Regions from separate parts of the Mus musculus genome. Here all the other regions are linked to region 1. The links are chromatin contacts, called in public ChIA-PET and HiChIP or PLAC-seq maps. All regions are on one chromosome and are shown on one strand. Each heading gives the region's core, a stretch centred on a gene start, on an enhancer-like site or on the middle of the called end of the contact. The rest is flanking DNA. Distances are from core to core; before and after follow the strand shown. Region 1 holds the start of Zfand2a (zinc finger, AN1-type domain 2A). Region 2 holds the start of Nudt1 (nudix (nucleoside diphosphate linked moiety X)-type motif 1). Region 3 holds the start of Snx8 (sorting nexin 8).

The links. ChIA-PET counts read pairs in DNA pulled down with a chosen protein or histone mark. HiChIP or PLAC-seq counts read pairs in DNA pulled down with a chosen protein or histone mark.
Region 2: a contact with region 1 is called in an RNA polymerase II ChIA-PET map of memory CD8 T cells, with 10 read pairs. The contact joins the promoter of Nudt1 here to the promoter of Zfand2a in region 1. A contact is called at or near these places in 3 of 39 promoter capture datasets (embryonic stem cells, hippocampal neurons and pre-B cells) and 3 of 115 datasets of contacts at active chromatin or transcription factors (bone marrow-derived macrophages, memory CD8 T cells and pancreatic cancer cells).
Region 3: a contact with region 1 is called in an H3K4me3 HiChIP or PLAC-seq map of bone marrow-derived macrophages, with 2.8 times the contacts expected there. The contact joins the promoter of Snx8 here to the promoter of Zfand2a in region 1. A contact is called at or near these places in 2 of 115 datasets of contacts at active chromatin or transcription factors (bone marrow-derived macrophages and microglia).

What each region holds. Positions count from the first base shown.
Region 1 is chr5:139,482,558-139,486,333 of GRCm38.p6, forward strand. It overlaps Zfand2a (zinc finger, AN1-type domain 2A), which reads right to left and starts at 1,934. Exons shown (of 7, transcript NM_001159908.1): 1 at 1,720-1,934; 2 at 145-240. The coding sequence starts at 199.
Region 2 is chr5:140,330,471-140,334,155 of GRCm38.p6, forward strand. It overlaps Nudt1 (nudix (nucleoside diphosphate linked moiety X)-type motif 1), which reads left to right and starts at 1,390. Exons shown (of 5, transcript NM_008637.2): 1 at 1,390-1,485; 2 at 1,953-2,003. Mrm2 (mitochondrial rRNA methyltransferase 2) reads right to left here and starts at 1,428. Exons shown (of 3, transcript NM_026510.1): 1 at 1,383-1,428; 2 at 510-799. The coding sequence starts at 1,390.
Region 3 is chr5:140,386,623-140,390,746 of GRCm38.p6, forward strand. It overlaps Snx8 (sorting nexin 8), which reads right to left and starts at 2,686. Exons shown (of 11, transcript NM_172277.3): 1 at 2,526-2,686. The coding sequence starts at 2,619.

The sequences.
Region 1 (3,776 bases), core at 684-3,183:
CTGTGTTCCTGCACCAGAGTTTTCATGCTGAGAAGCTAAACCAGGACAGAGGCCAACTAGCGAGAGAGTGCACCAGCCAGGTGTCCTCCGCAGAGCAGCCAATGTAATGCTGTTTCCCTAGCAAGAGCCCCCAAAAGTTCTTACCTAGCTGTTTGCAAGTTGGTTCTGAACAGTGCTTCCCCAAGTCAGGAAACTCCATTATAAATGCTGTCCAAAAACACAGATGTATTTAAGTATCACCTGTGGGAATTAGAAGAGAATGAGGTTCTGAGTTGGACCCCAGGGCCTGTCACCTGCAGCCAAAGAGCACAGAGAAGCTATTTGTGAGAAGCACGGGAAACCCAAACCATCCTGGGGCCATGGGAAAGACTGCCATCTCATAAATTCTCAGCAAAGAGCAAAGTGGTCGTTTCATCATAAATACCAAGCCTTGGGTTAATAAGAGAATGCTCTGCGTAGCATGTGGGAGGGGGAAGTTCTAGGTTCAATCCCCAGCTCTGGCAAAAACAAAACAAATGTGGTGAGAGAAAGAAAGGCTTCCCGTATGGAGTCCATAGCTGCCACTGAAAATTATGGTCTCCTTGGAACTCAAGCTGCAGTCTCAACTCCTCAATACACTTGTTGACATCAACAAGATTCGGTGCCAGGTGCTAAGTGGCATCAGTTGACTATGCTCCCCAGAGTAGGCTGTCCCTTGCCTCTCCCTCCCTCATGCCTTCAGTTTTACTTTGTGCACACGCCATAATGACATCAGGCCAGGGCCGATCAAGGCAAGCGGCACTTTAATTAACCACAAGAAACAGACAAGCAGAGAGGCTGGCATCCCGGAGACCAGGCTTGAAGCAAAGTCTCCTCCAAGTCCTGTCACCTATCAAATGACTCGAAACTCTTGCACTTTCCACAGGTCAAGTCCCCAAAGAGCTTTTCACATCTTTCTATTACTTTCTCTGCTGGGAACTTCTTATCTACTCCTTGTTGAGAACTCTCAGGCTTCAGAAGACATCTATTTGACTTGTCAAGGACCAGTCTACAGTGTCACTTCCTCAAACGTCACCTCTAACACCTCTAAGCCAATTCACTTCCCACCCTTCCCCCTTCCTTTCCTACTGCATTTAGTGGTTAGGGTGGATCTCATTCCTGTCGGGGAGGAAACCTTTTAAGTCGTGCACAACAGAATCCGCATTATGAAATGTTTTTGTTCAAAGCAAGCAGCACGTGACGTATTACCAAATGACCACCGACTGTTTCTTTTCTCCCCCCCCCCTTTTTTAAACAGGGGGCCGGGGGCCTAGGACAGACGCTATTTTGTAGTGCTGGCTGTCCCTTAACCCGTTTTGTAGATCACTTTGGCTATCAACTCGGAGATCCGCCTGTCTCTGCCTCTGGAGTGCAGGGATTAAAGGCACGAGCCACCATGCCCTGCTAGTAGACTGTTTCATGAAAGTGTGTCTCACTACTTAGCTCAGGTTAGCCTGGAGCTTGTGATCTAATAACTCAACTCCCCAGCGCTGAGACTACAGGCCTGCAACAACCACTATGCCTGGCTGCCGCGACAATGGCTCAGGGCAGTTGACCTGGGGATGTGAGATGTCACTGTGCTGAGACAGTAACTCCTTGATGGCCAGGCCACGAGAAATCACAGCGCGGAGACGCCAGCCCCTAGTTCACCAGCTCCCCGGGCCCCAGCGGCCCGCAACCACACCGGTACCTGGCACTCACGGGTAGTCAGAGGCGGAGACAGACAAGCGGTGCCCTTTGTGGTTATCCCGGTGACACCGCAGTAGAAACTGCAGCTCCAATCGCCGCGAAGCGCCCGACTTCTCTCAAGGCCGGAAAGCGTAGCATTGCCCCTGCAGCAGCCTGGGCCATTTATCCCCAGCCGACAGATCCAGAGTCATACATCCTGGGCGTTCCCGGCGCGCTCTGATGACGCCACACCAACACCAACCAATCCCCTAACATCTAGAGTCGGCCCGCCAGCGCGCCCAAAATGTCATCGAAGGCCAGCCAATTCCTTCGTGTTATGACCCCCAGAGGGCTGGGCGCCGTGATGACGTCACTTACATGTCACCAATCCAGCAGTTCTACGGCCTTTTCGTCCCTCCCTATCCCCCCGCCTATTTTCTAGAACAGTCAGGCAACATCTCTAGCTTAGGCTGAGTCGTGGTGAGGCAGCTCTGGGTGAGGTGACAGGCTTGCCTGTACCTGAGAGCCTGAGACAGGACCCGGCCGGACGTGAGAATCCTGTGTCTCAGTAGGAGTTCCCTGAGGGCTGGGATCGCGGTATGCACAGATTGATGGCCCATTTGTGAAGCTGTAAGGATCCCAGGACTCGGGGAGGCAGAACGCCAGGGACAGGTCATCTGAACAAACATGCCTTGGAAAAGTGAGGTCCAGTCTACAGAAGAATTACAAGATGATACCCAAAATGCCTGTATCTCTGTTACCAGAGTTGCTGGAGCACGGACTATGCATGTGATTTAAGAAAGATGTTCAGGGCTGGTGAGATGGCTCGGTGGGTAAGAGCACCCGACTGCTCTTCCGAAGGTCAGGAGTTCAAATCCCAGCAACCACATGGTGGCTCACAACCATCCGTAATGAGATCTGACTCCGTCTTCTGGAGTGTCTGAGGACAGCTACAGTGTACTTTAAATAAATAAATAAATAAATAAATCTTAAAAAAAAAAAAAGAAAAAAAAGAAGAAGAAGAAAGAAAGAAAGAAAGATGTTCAAGCCGGGCGGTGGTGGCGCATGCCTTTAATCCCAGCACTCGGGAGGCAGAGGCAGGCGGATTTCTGAGTTTGAGGCCAGCCTGGTCTACAAAGTGAGTTCCAGGACAGCCAGGGCTACACAGAGAAACCCTGTCTCGAAAAAAACCAAAAAAAAAAAAAAAAAAGAAAGAAAGATGTTCAAGTGTTGCTGACCCAAGCTCGAGAATACCAAAGATCTGTGGGCTAGGCTAATAGACCCAGAATACTACTGCTCTGTCCTGATTATTTATGTTTTTAATTAATTATTTATTTATTTCTCAATCTGACATAAACTGAGAAGAGGAGACCACAGTTCAGGAAATAACCTCTATAAGATTGGCCTAGGAAGTACTTTTAAGTTAGTCATTAATATGGAAGGGCTGAGCTCCTTGCGAGTAGTACCACCCCTAGGCTGATTATCCTAGGTGCTATAAGAAAGTAAAAATCAGGCCAGTTGGATGTGTACACCTATAATCGCAGCATGTGGGAAGCAGAGGCAGGTGGCTCTCCTAGTTCTTGTCCAGCTTGGCCAACATTACTTTTTGCTTTGTTTTTTAAAAAAGATTTATTTACATGAGTACACTGTAGTTGTCTTCAGATACATATCAGAGGAGTGCATCGGATCCCACTACAGATGGCTGTGAGCCACCATGCAGTTGCTGGGAATTGAACTCAGGACCTCTGGAAGAATAGTCAGTGCCGGCCGGGCGTGGTAGCGCACGCCTTTAATACCAGCACTCGGGAGGCAGAGGCAGGCGGATTACTGAGTTCGAGGCTAGCCTGGTCTACAAAGTGAGCTCCAGGACAGCCAGGGCTATACAGAGACCCTGTCTCAAAAGAACCAAAAGAAAAAATAATAATAATAGTCAGTGCTCTTAACCCCTGAGCCATCTCTCCAGCCCCCTAGCCAACATTACATAGCAAGTTCCAGGACATCCAGGGCTACGTAGAAAGACCATCTCAAAAAAAAAAAGGAGGAGGAGGAGGAGCAAGCTAGTATGTAGTGGTCCTCCACAGCTTCTGCTT
Region 2 (3,685 bases), core at 140-2,639, 850 kb after region 1:
ATCATGTATGTGAGAGGGTATATAAGCAAGTGAGCACACGCCACGGCACATTTGTGGAGTCCACACAGCAACTTTCTGGTGTCAATTCTCCCGTCCACAGTGTAAATCCTGGGGCGAGAACTCAAGCTTGTCAGCCTTACCGGCATGCACCATTCAACCACCAAGCCAGTGGGTCACAGCCCAGAGTGAGAACCACTGCTGACTAACCCATCTTCATAGCATCACCACCACCCTGTGCTCCCTTCCCAACCCCCTACCTCTGCCCTTTTTTTTTTCTCTAGTACAGACATACCATGTAGCTGGGATGACCCTGAACTTCTAATCCTGCCTCCACCTCGTAGGCCTGCGGGGCCTGACTTTACTTAGCAGCTGTGTCCTGTACCCAGCCTGTGTCGTATTTCTGTAACTCTCATCTCTAAACCTACTTAGAAAGAGCCTCAAACAATGTCTCTAGGTAAGAGCTGCTCACTAGCAGTAGTCAGAGGAGCTGGGAGTCCAGCAGGTCCCACCTGCGCCTGTGGCATTGACGCGCTGCACTGCCACCTGACTCCAGGCTCCCGGAGCTGCCCCGCAGTCCAGCACCCGGAGACCGGGCCTCAGGATCTGATGCTTCTCATTCATCTCCAGGAGTTTGAAGGCACTGCGGCAGCGGTAACTCTCCACCTTTGCGGCCTTCACAAACGGATCCTTTAGATGCCGCGTGAGCCACAGGTGCTCAGCGCCGGTCCGGCCCCTGTAGTGACACACTGCTGTGTGTAACCTCCGAACCTTAAGGGGAACGCCTACCAGCTTCAGATGCCTGAAATGACGAAAAAAGAGTTAGCGGGTGGGCATTACACAGAGAGGCAAGAAAGTCTTGGTTCAACCTTTTTGTTTCTGCATATGTATGTGCGATATGCATGCACGCATGTGTATTAGCATGTATGTGCACATGTGTCTGCCTGTGTATGGGGGTCCAAAGTAGAGAAGGGACGTCCCCTTCGCTTGCTCTCTACCTTATGTATTGATGTAAGGTCGCCAACCTGCCAGTCTATCTCGCCAGCTTTCTCCAGGGACCCCTTTTCTCTGCCTCCCCAGCACTGGGGTTACATTTGGTCAGCACACATGTCCAGTATTTTGTAGGCTCTGGGGATCCGAACCCCAATCCTCCCGAATGCACAGCTTTATCCACGGAGCCCATACACCTATTTCTATGTTGCAAGCCTCACTCACTCACGTCTGTACATGAATAAACATCGTACACCCGTGTCCCGCTCCCCGGGACGGAGGTCGCCAGCACCCCTCTGCAACACAATTCACTGAGCTCCCTACTACTGTCATCCACTCCGTTCCTGTATGCAAAGACGTCCTTTTAGCGCAGGCAGACGCCGTAACTCACTCACCCGGCCATTGCTGCTTGCTGGTGGTTTCCTCCCGCCGCCGGAAGTCCCGCCCTCGCTTCCAACGCGAGGCTCCGCCCCGGGAAACTTTGGCTGGGGCGCGAAGGTATGGATGGTCCCGGGCGAATGAGATCTGGGTGCGGGAGAGACGCTGGAGGTCGGGAGTGGGGTGCCAGGGAAAATCTGGGGAGAGAAGGGGTAGAAGGACTAGAGAGCAGCTTCAAACCCACCAGGAAAACTGGGGTACTGGGCAGGCCTGAGGTCGGGAAGACCAGGGAAACTACAGAGAGTAGGGAGCAGAAATGAGAGGGAGAGGGGACCTGGGCGGTAAGCTGATGCATGGGCAGTTTGCAGCCTGTCTGTACCGGCCATAGCCCCTGGGAGGGGAGGCTAGGGAACGGCATTTGCAGAGTGCCCCCTGCAGGCAGGTTCTGGGCTCTGCACTCCATGTGCATTGTCTCCAACACCTGCAACACTTGACCTCAATTCAGACCAAAGGTTGTCCAAAGTTCCCTGACACACATCCGATTTACCACCTATCACAGCTACCAGGACACCCTTGTTTGCTTCTAGGCTCTGCCATTTGACCTCGGAGCACTAGTTTTCGCCTCAGAAACGAAGAAAGTAAGTCTTAAACTCTGTTCTTAGTCTTTTTTTTTTTTTTTTTACTTTTTTTATTAGGTATTTTCCTCATTTACATTTCCAATGCTATCCCAAAAGTCCCTCATACCCTCCCCCCCACTCCCCTACCCACCCACTCCCATTTCCATTGCAAAGGGAAACAGTATGGGGACTCTGTTTGAAGCAATGCCAATCAACAGAGCCATAGCCACACCCATTCTACCTGATTCCAATCTATGTCCTCACTGCTCATTTCACTGAGACAAGGAGCTGAGCACGCTGGTGCACGCCTGTCATTCTACACTCAGGTGGTTGAGCGGGAAGATTGTGAGTTTAAGTCCAGAATGGAGAACATGGCACAACTCTGTCTCGTTTAAAATCCTTGCAAAACAAATCACTCATCTGTATGGAATGTGAGGACATTTGTCATCACTCCCTACATGAAAACAATTTACATAGTTTGCATGTAAAGTGGGCCGGAGGATGTCTGTAAGTTACAGGCAAATATGCCATTTCAAAGAAGTGATTTCATCATACTTTAATCCCAGTATCCATGGAAGGGTAAGGTATCCTGGTATCTGTGGATATGAAAGATATCCTGTGGATATCCTGTGGCTATGAAAGACAGCTGTATACAGCCGGTGCTTAATAAGAGATGGCTGACTTTGCTGAGTCAGGAAGCCAGAGGCTCAGGCACAGGCAAGTCAGAACACAGGCCAATGCTAAGCCCACTTCTTCTCCTGACTTACCTCAGCACCAGGCCTAAGCTTCCGGGTCCCTTTTCTTTCCCTTTCTTCTTATTCTGTTTTTAAATTTTAACTTATATTGTGCACATATAGGGTTGTTGGATTTTTTTATTCGAGAACGTATAGGGTTTTAAAAATATTTATTTTGGGGGGCTGGTGAGATGGCTCAGCGGTTAGGAGCGCTGACTGCTCTTCCAAAGGTCCTGAGTTCAAATCCCAGCAACCACATGGTGGCTCACAACCATCCGTAATGAGATCTGATGCCCTCTTCTGGAGTGTCTGAAGACAGCTACAGTGTATATAATAAACAAACAAACAAACAAATAAATATTTTAAAAAACCATCCAGAGGTGGTGTATAGCTTTTAAAAAATATTTATTTTTTATGTTCATTGATGCTTTGCCTCCATGTATGTTTGTGTAGGGGGCCATATCCCCAGGAGCTAGAATTACAGACAATTGCAAGCCACCATGTGGTTGCTGGGAATTGAACTTGGTGCCCCTGGAGGAGCAGCCAGTGCTCTTAACCACTGAGCAGCCATCTCTCCAGCTGGAATACAGGAGTTTTGTTAACATTTATACTATATGTGTGCCTGGTACCCAAAGACGCCAGAAGAGGGCATCAGAACAGAGTTAGACAGTCGTGAGCCACCATGTGGATGCTAGAAATGGAACCACAGTCCTCTGCAAGAGCAGCTAGTCCTCCTAACCACTGCCATCTCTCCAGCCCTTGTTCAAGTTCCTTTTCTTATACACTGCAGCCTCTTAGGAGGGTCCCAGTTTCTGTATACTGCCTTAGCCAGTTGAGGCCTAGGAAACAATAAAATAAGACGCTTTGTCTGGGGGCTGGAGAGATGGCTCAGTACTGGGAGTATGGCTCAGTAGTAGAGCCCCTGCCTAGAATCCCCCAGTGAGGGGCTGGGGTATGGCTCAATGGGAG
Region 3 (4,124 bases), core at 1,436-3,935, 900 kb after region 1:
TGATGAACGCGACATAAGACCCCAAAGATGTCTGCATCCTAGTCCCAGAAAAGGTGATGTTCTTACTTTCACTCAGCAAAAGGAATTAGAATTACAGTGAAATTCGAGGCTGTTCTGAAGTGAACATAAGAACACAAATCTTCATTTTCTGGGTGCCTCCCCTATTCACAGGGGTCCTTAAAAGTGGAAGCAGACAAAAAAGAGCCAGGCAACTTGAAAGAGACATGGAAACCGTCAGCCTAGGGTTGCTGGCTTAGGTAGATGCTATCTACCGTCTGAACAGGGAGGCCAGCCTGTGAATGCTCCATCACGGACTATGGAGGCTGTGACACTTTGTTTTCGGCAAGTGTAACTTGCTCTGGACCACTGACCTCTGCTCACACAAGGTGCAGCCATGTGTGATAGCATGTACCTACAATCTCAGCATCCAGAAGACAAGATACGGAGAACAGGAGGACTATGGGTTTGAGGCCAACCTGAGTTACATAGCAGACACTGTCTCAAAAATAAACAAATAAGGCTGATTGTGGTGGCACATGCCTTTAATCCCTGCAGTCAGGAGACAGAGGCTGACCTCTATGAGCTCAAGACCAGGCAGGTCAGCACACTAAGTTCAGTTCTCCTGAGGACCAATCTCCTGCAGCGTATACACGGTTCACCTTTCGAATAATGGATCTGTGTGCTGAAAACCACAATGAGCCCATTTTCCTCCCAGCAGTTCCAAACCGCTACAAACACAAACACTACTTTACGCATGACTACTACCGGCAGCTCTGAAGGGGTAGCCAAAGTGGAAATCTGCTATGTACCCATAAGTCACACTAGTTAATCCTTTGAGATGTCAAAAATCAGCCAACTGTGAAGGTGGAGGCTACTAGGCAAAAGGTGAGGAGGAAGAGGAGGAGGAGGAAGAGGAAGAGGAGGAGGAAGAGGATGAGGAAGAGGAAGAGGAAGTGAAGTGAAAATCAACCTGTGAAAGTTCGCTGCCTGAGCTCTTTACCTCTGAAAGCAAAGCCATCCTCGGGACCAGGTGAGAGGGCTCAGTGGCTACCTGCATTCACACACACAAGCCCACCCACCTCAAGCTCCATCCCTAGAACTCAAGGAACAGTGGAAGAGAGAAGTGACTCCACAAAGCTGTCCTCTGACTGCCATCCCTGTGCCATGCCACACTGTTCTCAAGAACATCACACACACAAGAATACGTTTTCCCAAGAGTGATTCCCAAAGGTGTTTTGACTCTAGTCCATCCAGCCAAAGGCTCCACCAAGACACACTCCAACTAAGTTTCTTGCAGAAGGAAGAAAATCTCCTTCGCCACATCACCAGCTTGGTGCCAAGTTTCATACATACAGAAGGAAGTGACAGGTTGAAAAACCCATTTTCCTACTTACGTGGCTACTGGGATGGCCTGTCAATCGTGAAGGACTACATGGCTGTGACTAACACACAAGTCACACCACTGCCCAAGATCTGTCAAAAATCTAGACGAAATCCTTCCTAACGTCAGCCATTAGCTGAGTTCTCTAGGAAGTAATATGGAAGATCCCAAATTTGCCAAGAGAGCTCTAACCCATCACCACTGCTACAAGCCACAAGGAATTGCTTTATGAGTCAGGCAGGGGCTCAGAGCACAGGCTCCAGAGCTCTTGCAGAGGACAGGAGTCTGGGTCCCAGCAGCTCTACTGAGTGGCTAACAGGCAGGTGAAACTTTGGCCTCTCGGGAATCTAACACATCTGTCCTCCAAGGGCGCGCGCGCACACACACACACACACACACACACACACACACACACACATACATATACACAGTTAGAAATATTTTTTTAAAAAAGCATTCTTAAAAGGCATAAGTAGCTCTGGATCAGTCTCCCTTTCTCAAGGCGCCCAGGTATAGGGACTTAAGTGGTGGCTCAAACATACAACCTCAAAAATACAATGTTTTACCCAACAAGACCCAAAGACTGTTGACCAACTCCGAGGGGAGTTTCACCTTCTCTCCATTCTTCAGAGGCGTTCATTGACATCCTCCTCCCTCCCCTGGGGTTAAAAGTACTACCCTAAACCCTTCGTCCCAAGAGAAGAACCTGTCTTTCCACCAATGCTCTAGATGGCCATACTCAGCGACACTTGGCCAGACCTGGCTGGCACACACCAGGCCCAGCTCCACCCTTGCGCCTCTGGCCACATGGATGCGTCCCCACAGTCCACAAAGCCGGGGACCCCAGGAAAAAGAGTCTGATACCAAAGACACATCCCTTTCCCTGGACATGGTCACACATGAATATAAACCACTCTCTAGACCACGTCTCCAAAGTGGGGTCAGAAAAGACCCAGGTGCAACTCCACACGGCCGCTCGCTAACGGAGGGCTGAAGAGCAGCGTCCCAGGGAGCAGCGGGAAGAGGCTGGCCCCAAGAATGTCCACCCCCCCACCCCGGCCAGGCGAGGTGTGGCACTGACAGGTGGTCCCCGAGTGTGAAGCACTTGGCTCTCCGCACAGGGCCATCGGGCCGCGTGCCCTACCTGTCGCCGGCGGATCCGCCTCCTCGTCAGCCTCCGCCTCAGCAGCTGCAGCGACTGCCGGCGAGGGCAGCGGGTCCATCGCGCGGCCAGTCATGTGAGCCCGCTCGCCCACGTGACTTCCTCCCGCGCCCGCCCGGCCAGCCCCGCCCACGCCAGCTCTTGTCCGGCGTGGCCACGCCCATGCCAACCTCGCCACGCCCCTCCGCTCACCCCAAGCAGTAAGACCACGCCCCTACCCACGAGCCACGCCCCAACCACGTGGCCGCGGCCGGGGCAGCGTTCAGCAGCTCTGGTCCAAGACTGAGTGCTAGCGCGAGTACCGCCCCAGCTGCTTAGTGCCACCTCCCTCCAGTGCGCACCCACCTCCCCGCTCTTAGCCAGCAGCTGTTACTCATCTTCTTGCCCACCCTCTGACCCACGCTGCCATTCATTTTTGCATTCGCTTGCCCACTCACACATGCTCTGTGAATTCCGGGGCAGCCCCTGTGAAAGGTGCTACGGACATTAGAACAGTGTTCTAGTACCTTCTGGGATTTGGAGCGTGAAACATGGCTAGAGAGTAGGTCTTCTGACTATAATAGGTCTCTGAAGATTACTGATGAGGAACAACATTCCATAATTGTTTGCAGATAACCAGGCCATTCTCCTTTCTGTTGGGGATTGAGCCCATAGGCTCCCACATGCTGAGCTGGCCCTCTACCACTGTGCTATGTATCACCAGCCCTTTATTATTTATTTGTATATTGTTGGAGATAGGGTCTCAATATATAACCCTGGCTGTCCTGGAACTCACTATGGCTAGCCTCAAACTCAAAGATCTGCCTGCCTCTCTCTCCTGAGTGCTGGGATTGAAGATGCACACCAGGACGTTGAGCTTTATGTATTTATTTTGACTCGGGGTCTAGTTAGCCAGGCTAGCCTTGAACTCACTCTGTAGCTAAGGCAGAACATCCTCCTGCCTCAGCCTCCCTAGGAGCTAAGTTGAACATACATACCTCCAGGCCTGGCCCTCTGACTGACAGAGGGAAGCAAGGATGTAAGAGCACACAGGAGCAGTGTCTGACCCGGGGCTGAATATGAGGACTGAGTCTAGAACTGCAGGAGGAGGAAGAGGAGGAGGAGGAGGAGGAAGAAGAAGAGGAGGAGGAAGAGAGAGAAGAAGAAGAAGAAGAAGAAGAAGAAGAAGAAGAAGAAGAAGAAGGAGGAGGAGGAGGAGGAGGAGGAGGAGGAGGAGGAGGAAGAGGAGGAGGAGGAGAACAAGAAGAAGAAGAAGAAGAAGAAGAAGAAGAAGAAGAAGAAGAAGAAGAAGAAAGGAAAAAGAAAGAAGGAGAAAAAGAAAAAAGAAAGGCAACCTAAACTGCATATAGATACATTATCTCAAGTAAAGGAAAAGCAAAAAAATATCTGGGAGAAGAAGAGGGTTATTAATAAGACTCCATCAGAACAGTTGGGTGTGGTGGCGCACACCTTTAATCCCAGCACTCGGGAGGCAGAGGCAGGTGGATTTCTGAGTTTGAGGCCAGCCTGGTCTACAAAGTGAGTTCCAGGACAGCCAGGGCTACAGAGAAACCCTGTCTCGACTCCATCAGGGAAGGCCTT